2 separate regions of the Mus musculus genome follow, and region 2 is linked to region 1. The links are chromatin contacts, called in public promoter capture Hi-C maps. All regions are on one chromosome and are shown on one strand. The core of a region is the stretch at or near the end of the contact, and the rest is flanking DNA. Distances in the headings are between cores, read along the strand shown. Region 1 has its middle 8.6 kb from the start of Acoxl. Region 2 overlaps Acoxl (acyl-Coenzyme A oxidase-like).

The links. Promoter capture Hi-C pulls out the DNA fragments that hold promoters and counts their contacts.
Region 2: a contact with region 1 is called in a promoter capture Hi-C map of trophoblast stem cells, with 4 times the contacts expected there. The contact joins two enhancer-like sites. A contact is called at or near these places in 7 of 39 promoter capture datasets (3T3-L1-derived adipocytes, the C10 cell line, frontonasal cranial neural crest and 4 more), 1 of 115 datasets of contacts at active chromatin or transcription factors (effector CD8 T cells) and 4 of 9 other capture datasets (adipose tissue, embryonic stem cells, liver and 1 more).

What each region holds. Positions count from the first base shown.
Region 1 is chr2:127,844,131-127,847,976 of GRCm38.p6, forward strand. It overlaps a transcript of Acoxl not described here. Among named protein-coding and RNA genes, the nearest start is that of Acoxl, 8.6 kb to the right of the region's middle. Within about 2 kb of position 1,676, at least 20 of the 459 cell types and tissues checked have an H3K27ac peak or open chromatin away from gene starts, as enhancers often do.
Region 2 is chr2:128,102,924-128,106,617 of GRCm38.p6, forward strand. It overlaps Acoxl (acyl-Coenzyme A oxidase-like), which reads left to right. Exons shown (of 18, transcript NM_028765.3): 17 at 2,754-2,855. Among named protein-coding and RNA genes, the nearest start is that of Bcl2l11, 21 kb to the right of the region's middle. Within about 2 kb of position 2,303, at least 4 of the 459 cell types and tissues checked have an H3K27ac peak or open chromatin away from gene starts, as enhancers often do.

The DNA.
Region 1 (3,846 bases), core at 426-2,925:
TGAAGGCAGGAACCTGGAGGAAAGAAGTGACTCAGAGGCCACGGAGAAGTGCTGCCTACTGGCTTGCTCAACATGGCTTGCTCAGTCTGCTTTCTTATACAATCCAGAGTTGAATGCCTAGGGTGGTACCACCCACAGCGGGCCTATAAGAGCCTTCTTTTCATCAAGGAGTCTTTGTAAGTAGAGCAGAGGACCATAGTGATTGAGGATACTTCTTCACCCCTTGCCTGGCAACCTCTGCCCTACCCTTTAGGAGGTATCCGCTGCTTTGTTAGCCCTCCTTCCTGTTATAGGTTTGTTTTGTCTGTTTTTAGAATTTAATATAACTAGACTCATGCAATTTGTTCCCTCAGCTTATTTTTATGGCATATTCTAGTTTAATGATTCAATCCTAGAGTGAAAATGAGTGAGCTATGGACACAACAGTCACTGAAGACAACTTAGTCATTCTGAGTGCCAGAAGCCAGACACAAAAGAACACATAGTGTATAATCCAATTTCTTTAATATTCGAAAGAAGTAGACAGTCATTTATAGAGTTGTTAAGCAGCCAGCATTGGTCAGGAGAGAGGAAATAGAGGTTGACAGGGAAACTGAGAACACCTTTTCCCCCTTGCCCTGGGTGGGGGTTACACAGGCAAATCTACTTTGCACTAATTTCCTGAGACTTAAATTATAATCCACACCTTTGTTCTTGACACATTGTATTTTCTTAGAGTATTTTTTTTTTTAGAATTAAGATACTAGAAAGGAAAAAGGTAAGATTCAAGTCCCTACCCTCCAATTTTGTATGTGTGTGTGAGACAATGCATATGCTTATTATCTTTTGATAAGTAGGTAGTTACTCCAAAGTGTAGCAGGCATGTTGTCTCACATGCATTCCAGCCAGAGGGATTAAAGGTGTGTGCTAAGGGCTGAGCCACCCCACAACTAGAAATAGTTTGTTTGTTTGTTTTAAAATAAATAAGACAATCTCAGAGGTCACAGTGTGATCAAATATTCTGCACTGTCTGTAGAATGAGACAGGGGAGCAGTATCTGTCACATCTTCATATCTTACAGACTCAGGAAAACCGAAAATAGGAATTATAGCTGTGAAAATACTAAATAATTAGGTATGACTTATATGCCACTGTTATACAAACAATATTTGAAGTAACCAAAGAAGTGTTTTAAATAAGGAGAATATAATATCAACCCTTCATTTTGCTTAGAGTGCTTGTGACTGTTTCTGCAACTCTTGTTTCTCTGATGCACAGTCTCATTCCGCTGCTTTAGAGACTGTTAGAAATTTAGGTGTACTACTGTGATTAACAAATATTCATGTTTCCAGGTTCCCAAAATGCTTATTCATCCAGCTTAGATTTCTCAACTTGGTCAGTCACAATGACAGTTCGCATGAAGAACAAGTTCCACCTAGTGGCAATTTTAAGTATATATTCTGACATGCATTTTATGAGCTATGAAGAGGGCTCACTTTTACTGCCAAACCCGATGACCATGATCCACAGAACCCATGCTGTGCAAGGAGAGCATCAGTTCTTGTAAGTTGTCTTCTCATCTCTACATGCAAGCCGTAAGGCTTTCAAAGTCAGACGTTCATTGCCGGAGGCATTCAAGTTGAGTTACATGGTGTGCTGCTTTAATCCCCAGAGGGATGAAATCCACTACTTAATCCCACGGGGTTTCTGCAGCTGTTGTAACTTGTCCTCCAGCCCCTGTGAGTGGCAATAGTAGATAAGAGCAGAGGCTTTGGGTTCTGGCACCCTCAGCTTTACAGAAACAAGTGTAAATTGTTTACACAATTTACCAGAGCTCCCAGGCAGCTGGTATTAGGGCTCTCAGCCTAGGATCTCTGAGACCTTGGTCCTCAAAGATTGGAAGTTCCCCAGGACCTTTCCAGCAACCAGGATCCACAGTTTTTCTTCTCTAGCTTTCACAAACTTCTGTTAATGTTCATTTTAGGCTCTTTGCCCTATCTTGCTTCCTGCTTCCACTATCCCCATCATTTGTATTCTAGATGTTCTTTGAAACTCTGTAGCTGCCCTTGGTCACTGCAGCTACTGATGGCCACTCCCTTTGCAGCTGCTACCACAACTCAGCTAGTGCTTCTGTTGTTACCTTTATGTTACTAGCTCTGCCCACCCTCCTAAGGATAAAGATCAAGATAAGGGGAGAGAAGACCACTCAAGAGAAGCCCAAATTGGAGGGGCCAGAGAATGTTTAGGGTGAATGCTTTATGTGATATTGGCTGCATGCAACTATAAATTTGTCTAGACTCATAGACTATAACCCATCAGAAACAAACCCCAAGGTAGTAAGAAATTATTTGGTATCCTGGCCTTTGGTTATTGAGTTCCTAGATAAAACACACACACACACACACACACACACACACACACACACACACACACACAGAGAGAGAGAGAGAGAGAGAGAGACTTTATATTTGCAATAAGCCAATAAGCCTTAAGCTGCACAATAGCTGGGCAGCTGCCTACCCTCCATGCTGTTACAATCTACTTTCCTATTGATAACCCCAGTTGTTACTTACTATTTAATATGTTCTATTTGAGCTGCTCATAACTCCCTTGGAGCCACGTTTTTATGACTCAGCTAACCCATAGTGGCTTCTCCTTTCTCTTCTCCTGCACCTTCTTCCTTTATCCTATGGTGGCTTCTTCCTCTTCCTTCTCCTCCTGGTCCTCTCTGACCCAAGCCCACAAAACCTCAACCCCACCTATGTCTCTTCTGCCCAACTATTGGCTATTTATTTACCAATCACAATTAACTGGGGGCAGGGTCACTTAGCTAGCAGATTCTCTGGGAGAACCAGTTTTGGGGGCCCAAATTAGCATTAGAATACAAGCATCATCAGGGCAGCCCTCTACATCTAGGAGCTGGAGTTGGTGGTTAAGAGCACTTGCTGCTCTTCAAGAAGACCCACGTTCAGATCTCAGCACCCATGTCCCACAGATCACAATTACCTATTAACTCAAGCTCCAAGGGACCCACACCCTCTTTTGACCTCCCTGGACCCTCACACACATGTTACACAAAGATCTCTCACACACACATATATACAAGGCACAAATGCACACATACACATTAAAATAATTGTTTTTCTCAATTCCAAGCAACTCTATAAATGTAGTTTGTTTTATTTTTCTTAAAAATACAATGCATACTTGAACCTGACCACCATTTAGTTTTGAGTAGAATGGCACACACACAAGTAATCTCTGGGAGACATGGTTGTCAAATATGCCAAGTGGGAAGAAAATAAGCCAGTCACAAAAATGTTAAAAAGCAAAACCATCTACTCTTCAAAAAGGCAACATGTAGACATCGTATGGCTTCAAAAAGTAAAGGGGGGCCACCAAGCCAAATCTTTCTGTAGTCATTTAAAGGATGGACTTGTGAGACTGTCTTAATTATTTCCCTCCATCCATTAGGGATGGTTTCCCTGACTTTAAGACCCGTTTTGATCGTTCTTTGGTTCCTGAGCGAGGGAAAACCGCGAGCCCCTCCCTCAGACCTCTATGGCTTCAGATGATGTTACCATCCCTGTAGGTCTTTCCCTTTGCATTGGTTCTCTCAAGTTGTTTGCAAGATTCTTTTGCTTTTAGTTTTTAGAAACTTAATTGTGACACATATCCGTCCATTCGGGAAAGTTCTGTCGAAGTGATAGACTCCTCTCCCGAAGCTCCCACCCCCAAATGCTTCACTTTGGGGGCTCAGAGTTAACATCTGAAAAGGGAGAGGGTGGTGGTGATGGTTCACACCTTTAATCCCAGCACTGGAAGTAGAAGCAGACTGAATTGTGAGTTCCAGCCCAACAGCACAGA
Region 2 (3,694 bases), core at 1,053-3,552, 260 kb after region 1:
GAGAAACTCGGTGCTGAGAGAATAATGTAGAGAGGGATAGAACAGGAACCCCCCTTTCTGTATGTACATGCATGGATACATATACCACACACACATATGCATACCACATACCACGCGCAAACACATGCACACCACACACATACACCACACACACACACCATGCACACACATATGCATACCACATACCATACACAAACACATGCATACCACACACATTCACACAGGGCACATACACCACACACACCACATATTACACACACACACACACACACACACACACACACACACACCCCACATACAACACACACACATACCTCATACCAAGCACATACACATGCACACACACACACATACACACGAGAAAAGAATGACTAGAAGTATGAAAGTCTCTGTGTTGTTAAGGTCTGGTATTTAGAAGTTGTCACAGACTCCTGATTTGTTTTGCAGGCAGCAGAAATCACAGAGTCAGTAGTAAATAGTATGAATCACTGGAGATTGTCCCTGGCACTCCCTTTGTTGGACCCTAGACAGAACCAAGCAGGAAATTCCTGCACCTCCTAGAGCTCCTCTAAGCTCATTCATAGCCGTAATCCCCAGTGAAGAAGAGTTTAATATAAATGACTTTCCTGGCACTGAGAGCCCTGAAGAGCTGGATGCAGAAGCCTGGGCCCTTGGTACCTCTACCTAGATGTGATTCTGGTAACCTCAAAGAGCCAGCACCCATCCTGTTTACACAGACAAGCCAAGAGGGCAGCCTCTGCAGAGCCTAAGCTGCATTACTGAAACAAGCAGACTTTAAAAGCCAATTTACAGTGTCAGCAGGAAGGTAACCCAGAACCTAAAGAAAAGAGCAGCCAGCCAGTAAATGCCCTGAGAGTCTGGTGTAGGTGACAGTATGGAACTAAGCCTGCATTGTGTAGGCAGAGGCTGGCTTGCCAGCAGCTTTCTTCAATTCAGTGGACTTTGACTTGAATTTGGTAAGACTGGGTGAGAGGCTGATGTTAACACCAGGACTTGTGATGGGTATCTTTTTCTCTCCAGTTCTACTCTCTTCTCTACCCTGGATATCCTTGGGAAGCTGACCCACTTAGCATGCACGGATGCGATCTATCTTAGTTTCTTTCCTGTTGCTGTGACAAAAGACGCCAAATGGATACTTTATGAAGAATAGAAATATATTTGGCTCACAGCTGTGCGGGAGGCTGGAAAGTTCCAAGAGCATGGTGTCCCCATCTCATCCGGTGAGGGGCTGGCTTCTTGCTGCATCTTAGCATGGCAGAGAACATCACAGGACAAGGATTCTAGTTCTGTTCTTTCTCCCTATAAAAGGTGACATGCTGGTCTCATCCTTTCAAAAGCTCCACCTCCAAGTACCATTAACTTGAAGATTATATCTCCAGCTGGGGGACTTGAAGGAAACATGTTCAAATCATGGCAGATCCTTGCCCTCTCAACTCTGTTGGATTCAGACTCCAGGGGAATAGTACAATGTTGGAATTTCTCTGTCTCCTTCTTACCTCCCTGAGGGGAGCCACCTTGGCTAATGGTCCACGACTCTCCTTAGAGCACATGTGTGCACCGTTCTTTCAGACTACAACAGCTACCCTTTGTATTCATCTTCCCATCGGACTCTCCCAGCCAGAGTTTCCAGCTGTAAGAAACTCTATTATCCCTCATGATTTTCCTACATCTTGCCTACACATATATTACATATATGCACATGTTTGTATACCCATGTATGAAGATACATGTGCCTGTGGGAGGGCAGAGGTTGACAATGGGCATCTTTAATTGTTCCCCTTACTTTTGGAGAACTTTTCACTGAACCTGGAGTTTGGTGGTTGGCTAGATTGGCTGGCCAATGAACCCCCTGTCTCTACTTCCCAGTTCTGGGATTTCAAACATTATCTACCAAACCCAGCTTTTACTTTTTTAAGGGGATGATGGGAATCCAAACTGAGCTCTTACACATGAGGCCAGCACCCTGTCACTGAGCTGTCTTCCCACCTAAGGCCATCTTCACAAAAGCCGTTATCTTAGAGATACGAAGGTGAGGAGTGTTTGTGGATGGAGCGGTAGGCCTGGGCTTTGTGCCACAGTACTACAGAGGGGACTTGAGTGGGCGGGGAGATGAAATGAGAAGGTCAGAGGTCTGATTGCTGAAGCTTGGGTGGAGCTGAGAAGGCTCCTGCACAGCACGCTCCCACAATTTGAAATGATGGGATAGTAAATGGTGAAGAAGTGAGTAGTTAAATGAAAAGCCACTCTGCCTCTGGAAAATGAGTTTATTTCTGCTTGGTGGCTGCCTGTGATGTCACCCAGTGTGCTTGCTTTCAGAAATGTAACCGGGAAAACATCCTGTAACTGAGGAGTGATATTTCTGTGAAAGTTTAATCAAGTGCTGCTCAATGGAAAAATATCAAGATGGCATTGCAGGGAATCGTTCATGAATGGAAGGGAGGCAAAGAGAACTACATGTGTCTTTCAAAGTCTATTCTAAGTCACCCGGGTGGGGAGGACGTGGGGGAAGCTACACGTGAACCAAGGTTGACTGGTGTTAAGATTTCTCGAGTGGAACTGATACCAGGGACCCCCTTTTACTGTCTGTCCTACTTTTAAAACGTACTTTTTATCCAAACCATGGCCATTCAAATTAAGGACTTTCTGGTTTTTGGAAACGGGATGTGTTGTCCCACATCCTTACAGGCTTCGTTTTTCTAACGTTTGCTTGTTTCCTGTCTCCCACTCTTCAGTTTTGTCTGCTGTATGGAACGAAGCTGGTGTTCCAGGAGCGAGGCTGGTACTTAGAACATAAATACCTGACCCCCAAGGCCAGCATGCTGATCAGGGCTCAGGTAAGAGGAGACACTGCGCATGCGCAGCAGCAGCCTTCGGCTCTTGGCTTTCTCAGAAAATGTCCCTGCCACTCTGTCGCCAGTTTCTGAGTGTTGACTTTAGGCCTTTAGGACTTTGTGTGCATAGCTTCAGGCCGTGATGATTCTATTAAGTGACAAAGACTAACTCACTGTATATGAGCTTCCTGACGTCGAGAGCAGAGACAGGACCGTGTGTTTTCCTTGTCTTGATGGGGATCGGTATTAATATTTTTCCTAACCCCTCCAAAGCATATTAATTCGTCCTTCATATTCAGGAGAAAAATCCTGCGGTAATTTTACGTCAGCAGTGACAATGAAAGTGAAAGCTACTTAGCACCTGTAAGTAAGGCGGGGCCACTAACCCATCCCAGATTGCTGCTGTAGGGATAGAGACCACAGACAGCGGTGGCAGCAGCGGCAGCAGCGAAGCCTATCCCTGGTACACCTCCTCTGCAGAGGCACAAAGAAACTGAGGACTCAGTAGTCTTCAGAGGGGCTCATTATATCGAGAGTCCCAATACAGATTTGTAAAAACACAAACTGTAGTTAATATGCCCAATGACACTCAATAAGAGACACTCCTTTGCCAGCAGTTATCAATTATAAGTAGCATCTTTCTTAGGGTGGGGCTGCTTCCCCTTCTCAGTGCTGGGATCCCACTGGCTTGAATCTACGTGGTCTTGTGCCTGATACCACAGTCTCTGTGAGTCCGTATGTGCATCAGTCCTCTTGTGTCTGGAAGAGGATGTTCCTTAGTCATCCAAGCCCCTCTGACTCTTATAATCTCTCTACCTCTTCTTCCACATAGATCCCTGAGC